2 separate regions of the Gossypium hirsutum genome follow, and region 2 is linked to region 1. Evidence: chromatin contacts called from public Hi-C data. All regions are on one chromosome and are shown on one strand. Each heading gives the region's core, a stretch centred on a gene start, on an enhancer-like site or on the middle of the called end of the contact. The rest is flanking DNA. Distances are from core to core; before and after follow the strand shown. Region 1 holds the start of LOC107896384 (aspartyl protease AED3). Region 2 has its middle 5.6 kb from the start of LOC121207598.

The links. Hi-C and Micro-C count contacts between places; a contact is called where the count stands out from the background.
Region 2: a contact with region 1 is called in a Hi-C map of leaf, with 2.6 times the contacts expected there. The contact joins the enhancer-like site here to the promoter of LOC107896384 in region 1. A contact is called at or near these places in 2 of 34 Hi-C or Micro-C datasets (both in leaf).

Annotation. Positions count from the first base shown.
Region 1 is chrA10:105,682,970-105,686,578 of Gossypium_hirsutum_v2.1, forward strand. It overlaps LOC107896384 (aspartyl protease AED3), which reads left to right and starts at 2,043. Exons shown (of 3, transcript XM_016821551.2): 1 at 2,043-2,742; 2 at 2,920-3,394; 3 at 3,484-3,609. The coding sequence starts at 2,281.
Region 2 is chrA10:106,112,209-106,115,817 of Gossypium_hirsutum_v2.1, forward strand. It overlaps the pseudogene LOC121207599. Among protein-coding and RNA genes, the nearest start is that of LOC121207598, 5.6 kb to the left of the region's middle. Within about 2 kb of position 1,888, at least 7 of the 9 cell types and tissues checked have an H3K27ac peak or open chromatin away from gene starts, as enhancers often do. A contact at or near this core is called in leaf, where this site is marked.

The DNA of each region.
Region 1 (3,609 bases), core at 793-3,292:
TATTTTTTGGGTTCAGGTACATAATGCTCTTTTATTAGTGATGATGATGGCTAATGTTATAGTGATCACTAATTCTTTAGAGAGAGTAGTGCATGTTGAGGATCCAGAGTATGTTGAAAGATTAAGAAGGTTTTTATTTATTTACGTATTAGGTTGGGCTTGATGGTAGATAAGTCATTAATTGATAGATTTTAAGTTTCTAGGAGGGATAAGGAAAGGATAATTGAGTATTAGCGAGGTGCTTCGAGTGAGCTCCTCTTGGTCTTACACTAGTCAAAGAGGTTGACTTGGCTAGGTATTTTAGGTGAAGTGGAACATATAATAATATAAAACAAGTAGAAAGATATTTTATTTTACTCAAAACTTGACATGCATGGTATACGTGAATAGACCATTAAATATTACTATCAAATATAAAAAAGTTATGAAAATGTTTAATTTTACACTAATGTAAATAGATATTTCTCTTCAAAATATTTTATTATTATATTTTTTTCATTCAACAAAATATTATATAAAGTTTTACATACTAAAAATTCATATTATTTAATTTAAACTACATTAGTACATTTTTATTTCATAGTTTAAATAAAATTAAGTTTTTGGTACATAATTAAATTAACTTTTATATCATGTTGAATTTATAGTCTCAAAAGCTATAAGATTAGTTGACAATATTAAAAAGGAAATCACTATAATCTTTTTCCAATACGGGGATGCTTTGACAACAACACTACACATCCCACCTTTTATCCAACAAAAACAATTTCAAACCACTTAGGGTATTCTCCATCTATTAAGGTAGGTTTACATATATATATATATATATATTTATTAAAGTGTTAAGAGTGAATCTAATATTAACTAATTTTAGTAATGATTAAAAATATATTTGTAAAATGACCACGGGTGTTAGGTTAGATGGTAAGAGTCTCTCCTATTTTAATAAGTAGTCGAGGGTTCAATTCTTGTTTTGGGTATGGATCAGTTTTAAAACTCGTGGCTAGCATCTATTCCTTAATGGACCTACAAAATGAGAGGATTAATTATTAGGCTTACTCCAATAGATACCTTGAGAAATAAAAAAAATTATATTATTTTTAGAGTATTTTTATCGTTTTACATTCTTACATATAAAGAATTAAAAAAAAACTATAGTTCTCACACTTTTAACTTTACCATTTTTACTAAAAATTCATTTAAGATATACATAATTTTTTCTCACTCAAATCATGTAATTTTTTAATACAATGCCCACCTCTACTTATAACCCATTTTGAATGCTTAAATCGAAAAATAAATATACTTAAATATAGTGGTGAAACTAGGGGGTTAGTAGGGGCCTCGGCCTCCCTAAAATAAATTTTTTTCATATGGCCTATTTAAAATTAGTAAAAGTAAAATTACACTTTTACCTCCTTAAAAATATAAAAATTTAATTTAATCCTTTAAAAATTATAAATATATAGTTTATTAAAATAGTAGAATTATATTTTTTCTATTATAAAAATTACAATTTAATTTCAACCCTTAATTTTTTTTTTTGATTTCACCCCTACTTAAATACACTCAAAATTTGCCTCCAAAAGGTTAGAAAAACAACGATGCAATTGAACGGGGAAAACAAATTTAGATAAAAAAACATGTAACCATTAAATTCTAAATATGATACAAATAACATATCTTAACTAATTAAATTCATAAGAAAATGAATAAAATCCGATCGATGGATTTTCCAATAAAAAAGGTTCTAAATAATGTAAAAGAGAAAGAAGAATAGTAGGACAATTAGATACTGTTTCTCAGTAGAATTGGACAAAAGATTCATAACCCTACAAAAGTAAATGGAATACAGACTGTTACCAAAAACAACCCACTCAACTAATATCTCCATATCGTATATCGTTCCATCCTATTTTTATAATTTATTTTACTTTAAATTTTGAAATATTTATATATTTATAATATAAGTGTAAATGAGTTGATATTATAAATTAATCTGACATCAATTCATACATTTTTTTATGATAAATCATATTATTTAAAATTAAAGTATATATGAAATTTTTATCACTCTACTTACAATAATGACGTAATTATTTCATATTATTTTTATATTTAATTATTCTTTTTAATCTTAATAGGGTAAATGTGCAAAGTTGCCATAGTACATACACTTAAACTTGCTTCCCCAGTTATATATACGTTCACTCCCCACTCTGTCTCAGCAGCACCTCAACCTTCAAAGCAAATAAAACGTTGAATTATTCACACGAAACAATGAAAACCCACTTTTTTCCCCTGGTTTTCCTCCTCATTTTTTCCTTAGCCCAAGGTCTGAACCCCAAATGTGACATCCAAGACCATGGCTCAAACCTGCAAGTGTTCCATGTTTACAGTCCATGCTCACCCTTGAAACCCTCAAAACCACTCTCATGGGAAGAGGATGTGCTGCAAACGCTAGCCAAGGACCAAGCCAGGGTGCAGTTTTTGTCCAGCCTCGTGGCTAAGAAATCTGTGGTGCCTATAGCTTCAGGCAGGCAGATTGTGCAAAGTCCAACTTACATTGTGAAGGCCAATATTGGAACCCCACCTCAAACCATGCTTATGGCCATGGATACAAGCAGTGATGCTGCTTGGGTGCCTTGCACTGGCTGCATTGGCTGCTCTTCTACTGCTTTTGACTTTGCTAAATCCACCACTTTCAAGACCCTTGGCTGCCAAGCTGCTCAATGCAAGCAGGTAATTAAGCTGCCAAGCTTTCATATATTACCTGCTTAGCCACGCGCTTGGCTGGTTAAGTAATTGTATTTCATCATAAAGTTAGGAAGTCGGTACAATATGAGACATCACAGGTGTTTCGGTGCATCTTTAACGGATACCTTTTTAACATTTGCATCATGTGATAACTTTTTTCAGATGCCAAACCCCACTTGCGGTGGAAGCGCGTGCACATTCAACATGACCTACGGTGGCTCAACCATAGCCGGTAACCTTTCACAGGACACCACAACCTTAGCCACTGACCCAATCCCAAACTACACTTTCGGTTGCCTCCAAAAGACAGCAGGCAGCTCAGTGCCACCACAGGGCGTATTGGGCCTGGGCCGAGGCCCATTATCCCTCCTTTCTCAATCCCAAAATTTGTACCAGTCAACATTTTCATATTGCTTGCCTAGCATTAGGTCACCTAACTTTTCTGGGTCATTGAGACTTGGACCAAGTGGGCAACCTGTGAGGATCAAATACACCCCGTTGCTCAAGAACCCTAGGAGACCCTCACTTTATTACGTCAATTTGATTGGAATTAGGGTTGGAAGAAGGATTGTTGATATCCCACCAAGTGCCATTGCTTTCAATCCTTCCACTGGTGCTGGCACCATTATTGATTCTGGTAACGTGTCTTCGTAATTGGATCAGTCAATTAAATGAATTGAACTAAAGCATTATATGAATTGATTTAACCAGTGTATTCAAATTTAGGTACTGTCTTCACCCGGCTAGTTGAACCAGCCTATGTAGCTGTCCGGGACGCATTCCGGAGACGAGTAAGGGTGGCGAACGTGACATCTCTGGGTGGGTTCGACACATGTTACTCGGTCCCAATCA
Region 2 (3,609 bases), core at 638-3,137, 430 kb after region 1:
TTTCTTTCTTGGAGGGAAAGTTAGGGTTGTTTGAAAGGGATTGTGGATTCTTCGTGTTTCTAAAGCTTCTTAGAACTTCTATATACCACGTTCTATATTTCTATCTATCTTCTTTATTAATTCTAATATTAGATTTCATTATTCTATCTTATTCACCTTAGTTATTTATTTATAATTGTTTTCTTTATTTTTATCTGACTTGGATTTATTTGCGTTTCAGGTTGTGTCAAAATTCAAGTTTCTTTTTGAACATCTAAAGCCCTAAGTCAAATCTGCGACTTTGACAAACTTTACGATCCGCTTTCACATTCATCCGCCTCATTCCTTATCACCAATAATATAGGAATTTGGGTATGACGATACCGACTATCTTGGGGTCAACGTTTGACAACCATCGAAACTGTAAAAAAATAAAAAAAAATGTTAACTTGCATTTCATTTTACTTTTCATAAACTGAAGTCTTAAAGTCTTAAAGCATAAGTATAATATATAATAACATATAGATTCTATGATTATCCTAGATCTAATAGAAGAATCTACCAATTTGTTTAAAAATGAGTAGATTCGTCCCTTGAACTGAACCCATGTCAAGTTTCCCCCATTTGTTGAAAATATTTTAACACGGTTATTAACAACAAAAAATAATTCGAGCATTACTATACAAAATAAAAAAATTTATAGGTTACCTATTAACCAAAGGGAATAAATTAAATCGACCTACTAGGGCCAAAAAAGGCATTCTGTACGAAGCCCACGATCAAAGCAAAAGTAGGCATCTTCCAATATTTTGTGACTTTTGATTCGTTGTTCAACACATTTCCTAATACAAGAATGTTAAGATAAAGCCTCCAACAATAATGCGAAATCAATTGGAAGTCTCGAATTAACTCTAGGTACATCAAATGTACCCTATTTGTCGAATTTCCTAGCATCAACACTCCACCTAACAAATGTAAAATATAGGCTCTTATGCGAAAATTTCAAAATTTTTCCTAAACCATATTCACTTTGGCTCCCTCCATATCTCCTTTATCTGGTATCTTGCCAAGTAGTTGTCTGCAAGTTTCAATGATTGCGCTGACACTGGTGACTGGGAAGCCATCTATGGGAAGCCCCAATCAGAATGCTACATGTTGTAGTGTGATTGTACACTCCCTACATAGCAAGTGGAAGGTATGTGTTTCAACTCTCCACCATTCCACCCATGTATATATCAATTCCTGGTTCAAATTAAAACTCTCGATCCTAAATGCATGACCAAATCTAACTACATCTAGGTACACATGCAAGCAGTTATCTCGATGATCTCATTTGTTATGCCTCTTTGTTTTAAGAACATGATCGTAGGACTGCAAAAAGTTTGATTATATAAAAAATTTAATTAGTAATGACCATTTAGATTATTATTATCAACATTTTCCTAATGCTATAAAAATTATTTTACCATTTGAGTAATATAAAAAGAAGTGTAGTTCGAAATAGTTTGAGAACATGATGATGTTGTCATTTTTATAATTTGTAATAATATATTAAATTTAGAATATTTATATATAAATATCTATATCTCAATATTAATAAATAAATAAAATTTTGAATTTAATATAATTAAATTTAATATAATTCTAATTTAAGATTTTAAACTAAAAAAAACATTCTAAAAACACTGATGAAGATGACTTTGAGTAAAATAAAATTTGACAACTCTTTTTTTACCATGGATATAGTGTAGGCTTTGGGGGTTTTAAAAGGTTTAGTGGTGTGGGAATCCGGGTAAACAGGCCTGGAAAACGTTGCTCGAATTTGACCTTTCTATGTCAGGCCTGTATGTTGATTTCCATGACCTGGAAATCGATCTCTGCCGCCCGTTTTCCGCCTTCTCAGTTTGCCAGGATTTGACTCAATAGGCCACGGCCCCAAGCCTCAAAATCGGTGTCACTGGACCCATTTTGCTCTGTTCAAGGTTGCAAAAAAGCTTGTCGTATTTTGATCAACTGTGCTGATATGACCGCTTTCATTTTACTGGTTTTTGGGTAAAAAAGGCCCTGATTATTATATTATTATTTTTTCACCTATTTTTCAATCCAGCTGACAAAAAAGAAATTGTCAGGCTGAAATTGGTTTGGTGAAATAGATTTTGGCTGATAAATTTAAAATGTATTCTAATTGAGGGTGGATGAATGAAATATTTATTTGTGATTAGTATAAAAATATTGATAATATTTAAATTAGATATTGTAATGATATTATAACATAAGATAAAAAATAAAATAAATATATTACTTTTCATTATCTATCCAAATTCATCTTTAGTCAATATAAGCATATGACTAATGTTTTATAGTTGAGAATCTATTTTTTAGTTAATATAATACCAATCAAATTAATAGTTAATTAGTTAAAATCATTTTGACTATTAATTTGAAGATATCCTTTATGTATATAATTAACTAAATATTCAATTTTATTAAATTAATTTTTTAAAGTGTAAAATATTAAAATAAATAAGAATTAGATCATAAATGAATACCTTAATAGAAATCATTATCCGAATAAATAAAATTAATTCGAATAATATATGAAATATTCAACATTGTTCCAACCAAAACTAAAACATAATAATATGGAATAATCGACTTTTTACTATCCCTTTTCTTATTGGCTGCAAAGTGAGAAAATCTTAATTCCGAATCCGAGTAAGAATATTCATGTAACCAAACATATCCACTATAATATCTACAAAACTTTTCTTGCTTAGTTAAACCCCTCAAACTGCAAATACTTGAAGGCTTAAACCTCTATTTTTTTCATTTTCAAAAAATGGCTCTCCTCCAAATCCACACACTTCCTCACCAAATTCCTTCACTTTCACCCATTGTTTTTTCATCAAAAACCCATTCCAAAAACTCACTCTTCTTCTCTACAACAAAGGTTAGACCTTTCTCACTTTCAACACAACCCAGAAAGCTGCTTTGCAAACCCCCACTTGGCAAATATGTCAGGGAAGATTATCTTGTGGTAATTCTTCTTCTTTCTTCTTTAATTTATTTTTATTTTCATTTCTGGGTTTGTTTTGCTTTGTCATTTGCACTATTGGGTTTCTGTCGAAATTGAAAAAAAAAAGGAAGATAAATGAAGTGCTTTTATGACTTTTTAGGTTATTCATCACTGGAAAGATTAAGTGAAATTATTGATTGTTGACTTGGAATTCAATTGTATTTTTCGTTTTTGTTTCTCATGAATCTTCCCATATACATATAATTCAGTTTGTAGCTTTTTTCCCTGTTGGGTTGCTGAAATTTTGAGAAAATAAAATAGTGGAATTTGAAGAGTATTAATCCTGTTATTATACTTCTTTAGATAGATTGTTTGTAAGGTTGGCAAAACAAAATAAAAAATGGAAGGGGCTGGTGGAAAAGTACTGTATATACTAAAACCATATATATACAACAATCTTTTATATAGGTATAGGTATATGTATATGCATATGTATCCATATACAAAATAATTGTATATGGTGAAGTTTTGTTCATTAACAAAGTTATTATACATATTTGTACAATATTAAACTAAAAATCATTAGTAAAAAGTGGGTTGCGGCGACTAGGAGT